Linked DNA regions of Zea mays: region 1 is linked to region 2. Evidence: chromatin contacts called from public Hi-C data. All regions are on one chromosome and are shown on one strand. The core of a region is the stretch at or near the end of the contact, and the rest is flanking DNA. Distances in the headings are between cores, read along the strand shown. Region 1 holds the start of LOC100285614 (40S ribosomal protein S15a-like). Region 2 holds the start of LOC542247 (sucrose synthase 1).

Region 1 (7,136 bases), core at 3,253-5,752, 620 kb after region 2:
GAAAAAACAGGTACGAAGACCTGATTTATTTTATTACCAAGCATCAATCCGGACCACAGCATCTATATGGTAACTACACGAATTCATGAAAACATCTGTCGTAATGGATAGCACCACGACTGTGGGGCATATTCCTAGGAGCAAACAAACATCTCCAGCACGCAGTGCACAGCATAACAAAGAATGACAGGTTCATATCCAGACAACACATTCACATGGCATTCCCAGCCAATAAATTGAACACTCTACAAAACCAGCGACATTGGTTTCGCTCAGACATCTGTCATTCATCAAACAGACCCATCAACATTATTGTCCTAAACAAAGGAGTCCTACAAGCAGTGCTGCAAACAAGATCCGAAACACATCTCAGAGCCTCAGACACTGACCAAAATACCAATGTGTGCTCAACCCTCCCTGTAGGGAAAGGTCTCAGAAAAGCTATCATGACATCCTCACAAGAAACTCAGTGTTCCTGTTTAACAATATTCCTAGTGTTGTCAGCCCTCAGCCGTACATTTGGCATGTTATTTCATTTCTTGCATGGCCATGAACGACAACAAAACAGCTCCCAAGATGCAAACAGAATGGGTTCGGTAATAACAACAGTACAGTAATACCAAATGGGCACAACCCGTTGCCTCATTCAGGACTAAGAGCGACGTTACTTGTCAGTCAATGGAAATAACCAAGGACCTGCCCACCCACGTTCTGCCTGATTGCTTCCTCATGATCCAAAACACCATTCGGAGTAGTAATCACAACATAGCCCCACTGCAAAGAAAATCAGACCATATAAACAGGAGGCGTGTTAGTGTTACCATGCTGACTGTATACATGTCAAATGTGTGCTCCAGATCTACAGCTAAACTGAGCGGACATAAAGGTTCAAGGATGATTATAGGTTTATACACAGACCTACCCAACTGTACAGCACATTGTGTGGGAACAGGTCAGCAAAACCTGAACGGAGTATGCTGTAGTTCTGAAACTAAGCTGGGGGGATATAACCATCCAAGGGACACGACAGGATTATATGCAAACCTAGCATACTGGATAGCACACTGCACATCGCATGGAGTATCAAAGACAGCATACACAATAGGCAGCCATATCAGTTATTAGTTGTCTGATACGACATTATCAGATTATAAGCTTTTGCGCAACTTCCAAGTCAAAACTGAAACTGACATTGTAGTACTTTTCAGAGGAAGCCAATTAAATTAAAAGAATAAAGGCACTAACAGAACATATAATGTCCATAGATGTGAGTAAACAAAATACCTGGCGTGTTGGGAGCATCCTAACTCTGTATCGTTCTATCTCCTTAGCTTTGAGGTCTTGCCTGTAGGTGAGAGCTTTGCAATCTTTAAGACGTCCATCAAGCTCCACTCTAATTTTCCCAACTCTATTCTCATCAATGACCTCAAATTTTTTGATATACCCTGTGACGTACCAACAAAATTCATAAGCGCATTTGTTTAGAACAACAAACCGTACGGCTAAGAGAACACTGTCTAGATGCAAAAATTCAGAAAATCGACTTGCAGGCAGCATGCACTAAAAGTGGGAAGAAAGCAACCAACTAATGGAGGTCAATTTGCGCTCGTTGAGCTCTGTTAACGAATGAATAAAGGCAAAACACTATTTCGAAAGTCAAGGATGCTTGGTGGAAAATAGGCTTGTTAACGTCCGGTGAATGTGCGCTCTTGCCTTCACCTGCATAATGCCGTTTGCCGACCCACGCACTAGACATTTATATATGTAAAACCGCTGCATCAGGACGACCAACCACAATGTCCACGTTAGTGTTTCCATTTCCAGCCATTGGATGAGCAACCAACGGACAAGCGAGTGCTCCATTGCCATCGGATCATGATGTTTCATAGAGCGCTTCGGCCTTCTCGGGCCCCACGATGCTACGCTACCGTACTCAGTCAACTTGACGAGCAGCTGCAGGACGCCCTCCGACACAACAAACGCCTCGCAGACGGCATCCGACCCCGCGACGTGGAACACGGCCACCGTGAGCTTCGCACCACGCACCAGAACGCAAAGCTCCCTCGTCCCTTAATTCTCCGTTCGTCCAATCGCGCTCAACAGTGGCGGCGCGAAGCCTCTCCAATCCTCCATGCAACGGAAGCTTCCAAGAGCTCCATCCTCTCCAACTAAACATCGCGTTCGCCGCCACCTCCCTCCCCCCCCCCCCGGTCGCGGTACTGTGAAACAGATGCATTCACCCCGGCCAAACGCCGCCGCCCGCCATCCCCCCACACCCCTCCCCGTAGCGTCTCCGTCCGCCCTCCCCCCCCCCCCCCGGCCAAATGTGCCCCCTACTCTCGATGGTTCCAGATTCTCTGGGAGCTTCGCGACGAGACAGCGCGGAGGGGGAACCATATGCAGGTGTGTGGCAATGCATATCATAGCACACATGCTGCAGTTTGTGGATGGAGTCCGGGGGAGGGACTCTAGCAACGATGGATCCGCCAATGGTCAGTCGAATCGATGGGTAATCGTTGAATTGCTGAGTCTGATTTGGTGCGCATTATCTCTGGCTAGGGGTTTTCAGTGGCTGTTTCTGGGTCGATGGATTGGTCGGTTTTGGATTTTCGGTCACTCCTGTGCTATCGCTTGGGGAGCTAATCTTTGGGGAGGGTTTTAGGTCTACATTAACCATAATAAAAAATTCAATCCATCAGCCAAGTCGATTGATATTGATACACTATGATACAGGGATGTTTAGAAGATTATTACCAGCTGATTCCTGTACCACTTCAGCATGTATTCAAGCTATCATGTTTGGTTATATTTGTATTTATTTTTTTTCCTTGATCTGTTGGTGTCAAAGATCAAAATTTCTCGATTTGCATGTAACTGAACATAAAATTGCTGAAGTTTTTCCAATCTGTGAACAGGTGTGTTCTAAGGTTCCTGATATTCAATCTGGTTGAGGTCATATGCTTTTTAAAATACTAGCAAATTAGTTTAAATGATGTTGCTTAGAACTTACGGAGAAGAACTCAATTAAAACACATTGTTCTTCATGCCTCCATATGAATTGAACATATGCATTTTTTAGATTTGTTTACAAAGATTAGTGCCTACTAACTAACGTGTTTCATCTTCTTCCTTGCAGGCTCCACTGACGCTGCTAGCGGAGCAGTTGCCGCAGGACACAGGCATGGGTGAGTAGCAGCCACCAGGTTCTGAGGCCAGAGAGGACAAGCAGGTCAGCGTGCCGAATCTGGGGGAGGGCCTGGTGTTCTAGGTGTTGATGCCGTGATGCGTGTGGAGGCCAGGACACGGACGGTCGCTGCCCGCGTGAACTAATTTGGGAGATAGCACACTGATCAATTATATCACCAAACAGGGTAAGCCCTTAATAAGTTAGTTGTGTGAGTGTGAGTCCATGGTACGACTGGTGCACATACCATCTCAAAGTTTCAATCTGTCATCTCTTATGAAAGTAATTGCTAATAAGGTATGTGCATGGAAAATTAGTGGGTACAAAAAATAACTATTGTATAGCAGCACAAAGATCAGTGTTTGACTTGGAAACCTGAGGAATGAGGAGAGCTATAGCAACTCATCAACTGGCAAACAAGTTGTAAACCTATCTTTCTTTCTTTGTTTCAGTTCACTAATTCATTGATGTGTGCATGATTAAGCTATCTACACTCATGCAACTCTAAATTTGTACACCATATTTTTCAACCGTATTTTAGAGTTACCTTTCGAGTGAACCGCTGCAGCCTGATCCAAACTTTATATCCTATTGTATCCTCAAGACCTTAACGATAACTTTTCGAGTACGCGAGTGCAGACATATATGTCTAAAACAACATTTTTAAAATGTATATGTCTAAAGCAACACTTTTAAAATGTAAAACATATTGGTGATCGAGTTGCGCAAGGCACGACCAATTTACTAGTTAATTTGAAGCTGAGGTGGTTCGGTGTGATAAGTTGCTATCAACGTATAAGGAGCATAGCAAACTTCGATGTCAACATGAGGGGATCAGTACCCTTTTCTCCTTAAACCAGCACGCCACTCGCAAGTCACTATTAGATGTGATTCTCCTAGAAATGGGTTGATTACTCTGTTAACGACTTAGAAGCGGCATCAAAGCTTTGGTGTGCTTCTTGGGAACATCCGACGACGAGATAAGATTGGCGAAGGGAGAGGCGGCGGTATGCTAGCTGGTCATGAAGGAGGTTGTGGCAGATACCTAGTAAGAGGCGGAATACTACCTCGGTACTTCATGATGTTGAGGAAGGAGACCATGACGCCGGAGATGGGTCGGAGAAGCGCCGACGCGTTCCCCCGCCGGTCTGCGTTGACCATCGTGCGCAGAGCATCGTTGAGGATCCGCCGCCCCATCGCGAGTCCGGAGGTTGGATCTTTGACTGACCACAAGCGCCGCCGCCGCCCTTTCCGCTTCCTCTCCTCTAGCAGTAGCGCTACCCGCCGGCGGCGCTCTGCGATGGATTAGGAAGAGGCACGCTGCGCGCACGCCCGGCACTCCTAAACATGGGCCGAGCGCTCTAGGAAGGCCCAGCCCATGCGCCAATGTTTGAGCCGGAGCAGCCGTGGTGGAGGGCCCAGGTGAGGTCGTTTTCCCGTTTCCTTGCTAGACTTTAGCACCGCACTTATTACTCAAGTTTAGCTACTAAAGAAACAAACAAGTGACTAAAATCCTGTTTGGAAGCAACACAGTTTTTAAAAAAACAGTTTTTATCTTTTAGTTAGAAGAGCTTTTTGGTTTTTAAAAACCTGAGAATTTAATATCTATAAACTTGGTTATAAATGGGTATGTTTGGAACCACCCCAATTTCTATAAACCAGTTTCTTAAAAATTGGGTGCTTCCAAACAGGACCTAAGTGGGTGTTTCATTTCTAAGAACTAATTTTTAGTCCCTCCATTTTTTTCATTTTAGTCCCTAAATTTCCAAATACATAAATTAAAATAGAGTTTTAGTTTTCGTATTTGGCAATTTAGGAACTAAAATGAAATAAAATGAAGAGACTAAAAATTAGTCCCTAGAAACCAAACACCCCCTAAAAGAGTTGTGCTAAAGTTTAGAACTCATTAGCACTTTAGCTCCATCAAAGATGCTAAACTATGCTAAAAGTGGTTCTCAACCCTATTTTGTTTTGAATACCCCTTCCTCTCTCCCCCACCATTGGCAGCATGCTCCTCGAGGACCGCAAGACTTTAGCATTTTAACCAACAAGCCTCGAATGCTAAAGTTTATCAAAAGTTTAGCATGTGCTAAATTTAGTCAGCTGCTAAACTTTAGCACTAGAGAAACAACAGGCCCTGAATCTTCTTGTTCAGTGGTCGTGTGACTCATTCCGATCCTAGCTAGAAAATAAGCAAGGTTAACCTAACCTAGCTTGTTAAATACTTGCAAATCCCCTTGTTTGGTTGTATGTACTCAATTAAACTTTTCATGTCTTGTTAAATTTGGTTTGTTTCTTTCCCAAAACCTGAGATCATCCTTTACAACAAAAACTCGTTCCAGTTGGATATGGCATCAAGGCGCAAACTTTGATCACCGTTGTGGATAACCTTTTGTTTTTGTCAATCGGGGACAAGGTTCACCAAACCAGTGGGACTTCAAAAACTGGCCAAGACCGATTAGCAACTAATCGTTATTTATCGGTGTAAACCGATAAAAGCCGGCCAAATCTAAATTCAAACAATTTTTTGAATCAGCTCGGTTTGACATCGATTTATCGACTGATATGACCTATTAATCGGTTCCAGAACCGATAAATCGACAGCACATCAGGTAAAACCGAATGCCTTGTTTTTGGCAAATAAAAACATGTTTATGTCTCAACAATTGAACAAAAAATGTCCCAGCTGTTATCACAACTTCAATAACAACATCTAGCTGTGGTATTTTAAAAGGATTTCAAGTGAAAAGAGAAAAAAATCTCCCTAACCCTAGCTCCTATTCGACCGTCGACTAATCAGTTCTACACGTCGATTTATTATTCCTACACTTCGATTTTTTTAGTTTGAAATTCATTGTGTATTTTGAAATTTGGTTTCAGCAAAAAGTCTTCAAATAGTTATCACAAGTCCAATAACACATTTAATTAGTGGTTCAAATGCATCACATGACACGGTTTCATGGTTCAAATACATTACATGTCTCACTTTTATAGTTCACAAATAACACTGAAGATACAATACACCCTCCACCTTTAACATATGTATAGTTGATACTTGATAGACCTATACATATCATGTCATATACACATGTCAATTTGTTTGAGTTAATGTTAAATCTATTAACATCATAGCGTGCTTTCATACCGATTTTTGTTAAATCTATTAACTTTTGTTTGAGTTAGGTTGATGACAATGGCTTTAAGAACCAATGTTTTTTGTTAGATCTTAGTACTACTATTTAATATTTTTATACCTATAACTATCTAGCGAGGACAAAAGTTGTTGCCTTCAAATCATTATAGGGTATCTGAAGAACACCTAATGTTCTAGTGATCTATCATTACAAGTATTGTTAGCCCATATTGTATATAGCAGTGATAATTTGAAAACATTTCTAGTGAAAAGGAGAGAAAAAATCCCCCAAACTCTAGCCCCTACTCGGCCACCGGCTAATCAGTCATACACATCGATTTATCGGCTTTGGGGAGCGGCCATTTTTAGTTCGAAATCCGTTGCGTATTTTGAAATTTGGTGCCAGCAGAAAGTCTTCAAATAACCTATAGTAGTTATACAAAAACTGGCATCAAAAGTTTTCAAAATTTGCAAATTTTACTAAATTCAAGATCCAAAATCGGTGATACGGTGGAGTCGGCCGGCTAGCCCGGTTAGCCGAACGGCTACGCGATCACTGATCGGGGACCATCTTGCACTGAACCTGCCAATGAATACATCCAGAGTTGAGTTGTGGTATTGTGGCCTTCAACAAAATTTGCATGTACACCAATTAATTAGGGGTCTCTTAAGGGGTTTGTAGGGGTAAGTGGAGAAAAAAAATCAAGAAATAGGCTTTTCATAAAGAGCTCGTCTCTACATGACTCTCTACATATATTATTTTTAACTATATATGATCTAGGAACTTTAGATTGTATTATACAATCTCTTAGTTATATC
Region 2 (6,986 bases), core at 4,232-6,731:
ATATGCTTCTACTACTATTTGTTGGACATCAGTCAAGTGAATATTAAGATATATCAAACACACCACTAGTTTAGGACTGAAAATTATAAAGTTAAATTCTACTTTTATCAGTGCTTTCTCTTATGTCGACTGGATACGAGATATAAAATGATAAAAGATCTACAAGTGGTTTTGTAGTTTATTTAGACATCTTATCTCATGGTGTGTACTTTAGTAAGACACCGTATCAAGGTCTAGTACTGAAATGGATTATAAAGTCATAGCAAATGTGTAGTAGAAATTATGTGGGTGCAAATTCTTCTTAAAAAACTTAATACTCCTAGTCTTAAGACATCAAGACTATGGTGTGATAATATTGGAGCAAAATATTTGTAGCATAGAACAAAGCACATAGAAGTTGGGTACCATTTTATTCGAGATAAAGTTCCTACAAAAACTGTTCAAGATTGTTTTTATTTCTTCAAAGGATCAGGTGATAAAGCTTTATCTGTAAGGTTATTATAGAGAATTTTAAGCACAATCCATAGAAGGGAGGAGCAAAAATCCTGAGGCAAACACCAGTTACAGCTGCAAAGGTAAGCACTAGGATGCTGCTCTTATTTCAGGAAAAGGGCTCCAAGGCCACTACGATTATTATTCAAGGAGCAACATCCCATCCAGGAAACAAAGGGAGCACCACGCCTGACTGCACACACACCACCACCACCAACGTTCCCTCTCAACCGACGCAACGCAAACTACTAACAGTCCATCAGACTACTAAAAAAGCGACACCCGGATCAATGATGGAACAAGACCTTGACAAGGTAGGTAAATTTAACTCTTGAAGCAAAGAGCAGCAACGAACGCCCGCCGCCTAGCAAAAGCAGACTCTTTTTTTCGCCTCCGGGAAGGGAAAAAAAGAAAGAAATGGCAAGGGAAAAGACACGACACTCCGAGTGCTCCCTCTCGCTCATCGATCGATCAGGTCTGTGGCCGCCGTCGCGCATCACTTGCTGGAGGGCTCTCCCTCCACGGCCAGCGGCACGGTGCTCGCCATGGTGCGGTACTTGAGCGCGTACAGCATCTCCAGGTACCGCCGGGTCTCGCGCCTCTCCAGGTTGGACACGTACTTCCAGAACCCGTACACGCCGGTGAGGGTCATCAGCCTCTCCGAGTAGAGCTTCCAGGTGTACCTGCAGTACCGAACGCGACGACCGGTAAGAAGCACATCAAAAAAAACGGCTGGGGAAACCATCTTCACGTCAGTGCATACTTCTCCTCGATACGCTGGAGCCCGCCCTGGGAGATCTTGCTCCAGTGGCTCGGGTCCGCCTGGCACTTGTCGAAGAAGTCCACGAGCAGGGCCGACGCCTTGTCGCCCTGGTAAGGGTCGATGTGGTAGCCAGACACGCCGTGCACGATGATCTCGGCCGGACCGCCGTAGGCTGTGGCAAACGTGGGCAGGCCGCAGGTCATGGCCTCAACCACCGTCAGCCCGAAAGCCTCGTAGAAAGCAGGCTGTGCACAGATAGAACAGGCACCAGGGGTCAGTTGCAACCAAGACCTCTGAATAACAGCGCAGCAGCTGGTGGTTACGTTACGGCTCTACCTGCACGAAGGCGCCCTTGGTGTCGCAGATGTAGCGGTACAGCTCGCCGTTGCGGACGCGGTTCATCTGGGCGGAGATCCAGCGGATGTGCCCGTTCAGGTTGTACTGCTCGATGAGGTCAAACATCTTCTTGAACTCGGCCTGCTCCTCCTTGTCCTTGGAAGGGTTGCCATGGTCGCCGCAGACGACCACGAGGTTCACCAGCTCCTGCAGCCGCTTGTTCCGGCCGTACAGCTCCACCAGCCCAGTCAAGTTCTTCACACGGTCGAGACGAGCCATGGAGAAGATGATTGGCTTGTTCCTGTCGTTCAGAACGAACCTGCACGGGCGTTTGCAGATACAGATACAAATACAGTCAGATAACAACAACCAATACCGCTTAGCTTGAGCAAGGCACAGGCGGTTTCTCACTTGTGCTCCGTGTTCTCGGTTTGGCTGTACAGGAGCTCCTCAATCTCCGGGTGAAGGGAGGTCAGCCTCTTGTGCGACTCGGTGTACGGGAAGTAGATGGACAGGTCCGCGCCAGGAGACACGATGTTGAACTTGGGGTCGAACACATCAATGCCGTGGACAACGCGGTACAGGCCAGGCATTGTGAACGCCATGTGTGACTCGTACTGGCCGACGGTGTCCTTGCTGAAGACCCAGAACAGAAGATGGCATGCATTAGATCATGGGAATTTAACAACCTTGAACATTAATCTTGCTTGTATATATATAGATCACTTACTTTCCGGCGATCTCTTGGAAGGTACTGGTGATGATGAAGTCGGCATGGTTCATTGCAATCAAGTCAGTGGTGAACTGGCACGAGAAGTGGTAGTGATCCTCAAACTTCTTCCAGTAGAGGTCGGAGTTAGGGTACTTAGTTTTCTCAAGCGCATGGGCAATGGTACACTGCAATATGTATCAAGGAAAAAGAAGGCCAACATGAGGAATGAGCAGGAGGTGGTAATTAAAAAAAAATTACTTCCAGTTGAATCGAAAAGAGTCCATACGTGAGTAACACCCATCTTGTGGGCGAGCAAACACGCAACAAGGTTTCCGTCACTGTAGTTTCCGATGATCAGGTCAGGATTGGCCTGAAGCTCTCCAGCAATCTCATGCGCCACGTCCTACCAACAATTCAAACAAACAAAAAAGAGTCAGCAAGAACTATGTCTTTCACCAACAGATTAGTAGCAACTCCTAGTATCTTTTGGTACTTACATCAGTGTAAGTCTCCAGGTACGGCCAGACTTCAAATCGCGAGATCCACTTGCGAACGATTCCGTTTTCTGTTCTGAATGGCACGCGAAGGATATGGCAGTGCTCGGTGCCAAGGACCTTCTCAAGGCGCTGGCCACAGGTGGTGCCAGTTGCATCAGGGAGCAACCTGGTGACCTGCGCAAAAAAAAAATTCAAATAAGGTTCTTAATGTCACCAATTTAGCCGCTATATTTTCCTTTTTTATCACATTAGGCATCACACTTACAATAAGGATCTTCGGCGTGATGTCAAGACCACACTGCTTGATCCTCAGCAGCATTTCGTTCTCCATAGCGCGCACTTGATCCAAGATGTAGACAACCTGCAGGTGGAATACAGATTGATCAGAGCGACTTCAGTGTTTCTTTTAACTGTGTATCCGTGCCTGAGTGGCTAAGGAGAGTACCTGGCCTCCGGTGTCAGGGTAACCCAAGACATTAGCTTGAGCGAAGTAACCATGAGGGGAGAGGATAACGACATTGAACACCATGGGGATCGTTCCAAGGAACTTCTCCAGGGTGGACGGATCTGGGGCCTCCAGGAGGTCCAAGAGGAGGTGGATAGTCTCCTGTGCACGCTTAGCGCAATCACCCCAACCCTTCTCCAGACCAAGTTCCTGGAACCTGTTTTTGTCCAGTCAGGATTATGTGTTAAATCGCAAGAGTACTAGTACATGCTTCAGTTGCTTTAGTATATGTAAACGAGTCAACAAAAAGTATTCAGTACCTGTGGTGAAATTCAGAGTATGGGGTATCAGCTTGTAGGGTGGACAGGTGCTCCTCAGCCTTCCTCAGCGCACCTTGCAGAGCACTGAGACTGCGGATTCTGTCGTTCAACATCATGGTCTGTAGGGAACCATAGAATTTCAGATTTTTCCAGCTAGTTCAAAGCCAATTTACAACTACCACAGCAGGAATATATGGATAAATAGTTTAAGGTGTCCTTGTGGTTAAAAATTTTAGACAGCTCAGCAACTCATTATTTATCGGGTATGCATCACAGGTCAGCCTTAATGATACAAAATTTCCACTTTGCTAACACCCTTTTGACAACTTCTAGACAATATCGATGACATTTAAGTAAAGAAACAGATAAAACAATGGCTCACCATCCCCTTGTAGTTGTGGGCGCGAAGGAAGTTGAGCAAGGGGTACATGCTCTCCTTGTCATGGAAGAGCTTTGATGACAGGTGCCTGTTGAGGAACTGCACGCCATTGCCAATGGACTTTGACAGAGAAGGACGGGGGAAGGAGGCATTGAATGGCTCAAAGTCCAGCTCAAGAACAAAGTTGTTGTTGGGGCTGCAATATATACACCAAAAGTATTATAAACTGTCATATATATGACCAAAACCTTTTTATTTTAGAAAAGTATATTAATCATGGTATATTAATCAAAGTTGTTGTTGGGGCTGCAAAAATCATACCCTTCTTCCACAAGCTGTTCCTTGAACTGCAGGTACTCAGGAACTCTCAGCTCCTCAACAGCGAGCTCACTGACGTTGACCCTCACATACTCCCAGACACCAGGCCTAGGGCGGATGGCAAGTGCAACCCATGGGGGGATGACAATCGCCTCCTGTAAGATAATAGAGCTAGAATGATTAAAGAAGGTGCACACTACAAAAGGAACAGTGCTGTCCAGCGAGATCTGAATCTGATGCAAACCTGAGCTGCCCTCAGGACATCCTCAAAAGCACCATCCTTGAGCTTCTCGCGCTCAGCCTCAGGGATCGCATTGTTGTACTCGGCAATGATCTGGTGGGGCTGCAGCATACCCTTTCCAAGGTTTTTCAGCCTGCGCAAAACGATGTGCCAAATAACATCAGACTATGCCAGATCTATAAACTCATCAAACATATACAATTTCAAGAAATAGTTTAGACGTATGATCAGCAGTCAGTAGCGTGGGAACATATGCAACATAGCGAAGAGGCACAACAGCAAATTCATTCGAAAAAATGAAAACAAAGATTCCTCTCTTTTAACTGAACTTCTCGAAACCCCTTTCATGCCTACACATCCGATCTAGTCAGATGCCTATGCGTTCATGCTGAACAGAACGTGTCAGAACTAAGCATAAACTGGTTAGCAAGCATTATCGTATTCGATAGACCCTTTAGTAACAAGCTATACATTGGGTAAGTTCAGACTCCAATCATTCTGTTCAGAAACATCGTATTGAATATAAAACTAAAGAACACACATGCAGGTGCAGCCAGATCTAACAGCAGTTTACAGTCGGTACTAAAAAAAGCATGGTGTATGTATGTATCATCAGTATCCAGTACTAGGTTTCGACAAAATCCTGGATGCTAATTAAATACTCATCTTATTAGGGAACACAGGAACATTATGTCTACAGCATTGAATGATGGCCACATCATGCTAGATCTAACAATACATAATATGATGGAACTGGTCTTAAAAAGTCGCATTCGCTCAAATAATACCCGTAGCAAAATAAATGTAAACTTGCAGACGAAGCGGGGGAAATGAGGGCAGACCTGGTGAAGACGGCGACAAGCTCATTGGGGTGGGCAGAGAGTGAGTCGCCAATGCGCTCCCTGACGCTGTGGAGGCGGCTCAGGACACGGTCACCTGCACCTTCCCCCATTGCTGTCCTCTTCCTGGATCCTCAGGCCTGCACAGCGAAACCGAAACGGAAGCGGAAGCTTCAGTCAGCAGAGAAAACTGAAACCGAAAAACGGTTCAGATCCGTTGACATAAAAGCTGCGATGACATCCTAAAACTAAAACCCCTCCAGCAAGACATAAACCCAACTGCCAACAACCAGTCTTTTAAGTCTCGACACACCCTTGACGCTGCGCCACGAAACTATATTGCAGGCAAGAAACCAACAGAACCTAACTCTGGAAGGGGGGAAAGAAACGGCAGACAGGAGCAAGACCCAAAAAAAAACGACTCAGATCCTGGTACTATAGTCCTAGTACCTAGACCAGAAAGAAGAAACAACCAATACAACAAGAGGCATACAAGAACTGAATCGATGAACTGAAACGCTTCAGAGGACCGAGGAATGGCGGAGAAGGGAGGCGCCTATTTATACAGATCTGACGAGAGAACCGAACAAAAACACATCGATGGGAACCATGGAGAAGAAAAGGGCTGGCCGCATGGCACCAATGGCCTCGGCCTCCAAAAAGCCGTTGAATCCAAAGCAGGCGAGGACGAAGCGTGACGCGGCAGGGTACTTCTCTAGAAAAGCACGGCATCAGCAAGGTGGGGGGGCTGGGGTTCCTTATTGCAGGCAATCACGAGGTGATTAGCACAAACGGAAGTAATTACACCTAGATGATGATAATAAGGCGCAGGATTAACGTAAGTTAACCATGGCCATTAGCACAAGAACCCAGGACTGTCAGCCTGTCTCCGAGTCCCGAGACAAGGAGCACATGGCGGGGCATCCGGACGGATAAAGCCAACAAGGCAACAACTTATCCGAGGAAAATCGTCACAGAAATATTTCTTGCAAAAATATTGGTTAATTAAAGAGGAAACAAAGAAGCGCCGGATCTACTAGCGTTCTGGTACCAACTCGGGAGTATGCAAAAAATATATATATATGAAACCTTAAACCCGGAGTTTGCAAGAGCCTTGGTGCTCAGTAAACCCCAGATCCAGAAGCTAACACCGTCGTTCCTGCGCGGATAAGCAGGCTCCCTCCGCTCCCCTAGGATCTCGTCAAGTGGCAGACAATAGTTCTCTGGATCTCACGGACGCTAGTCGCTAGCTATCCCCTGGTAGGCTGGTACAACAGCCGTAAAAAAACCCGTCTTTTGTTTTGTTTGTTTTGGCTATAGCTGCAAGGAAAGCAACTGCATGCAGAGGCAGCACCTCCCCCGCCTGCAGAGTGGCGGCAGGTTCAGAGAACCGGGCGAAAAAATTCGGCATGACCTCCCCTACACCATCGATCGATCATGACCAGGTCCGAGCGGAGCGTATAGTTCCTACATGCTACCGGCGGCACCGTCCGGCGCGTTCGGACACGACCAGGAGGAGGAGCATCAGTCACGGCGAGCGGCGGCGGCATTTCGCCCGGAGCAGGACAGCAGACCAGCGTCCACGCACGCACCCACGCAGGACGGCAGGAGCAGAGGAGGAGAGGGCTAGAGCACCCCCATTGC

The links. A called contact is a pair of places that touch in the nucleus more often than the background predicts.
Region 1: a Hi-C map of ear shows a contact between it and region 2, with 1.7 times the contacts expected there. The contact joins the promoter of LOC100285614 here to the promoter of LOC542247 in region 2. A contact is called at or near these places in 2 of 25 Hi-C or Micro-C datasets (bundle sheath and ear).

The regions. Positions count from the first base shown.
Region 1 is chr9:128,428,866-128,436,001 of Zm-B73-REFERENCE-NAM-5.0, forward strand. It overlaps LOC100285614 (40S ribosomal protein S15a-like), which reads right to left and starts at 4,503. Exons shown (of 3, transcript NM_001158505.2): 1 at 4,252-4,503; 2 at 1,285-1,445; 3 at 196-774. The coding sequence starts at 4,381. The coding sequence ends at 676.
Region 2 is chr9:127,808,201-127,815,186 of Zm-B73-REFERENCE-NAM-5.0, forward strand. It overlaps LOC542247 (sucrose synthase 1), which reads right to left and starts at 5,482. Exons shown (of 14, transcript NM_001111853.1): 1 at 5,346-5,482; 2 at 4,507-4,636; 3 at 4,266-4,417; 4 at 3,948-4,140; 5 at 3,566-3,684; 6 at 3,246-3,462; 7 at 3,066-3,161; 8 at 2,801-2,974; 9 at 2,590-2,706; 10 at 2,322-2,488; 11 at 2,003-2,227; 12 at 1,592-1,910; 13 at 1,256-1,500; 14 at 564-1,175. The coding sequence starts at 5,455. The coding sequence ends at 989.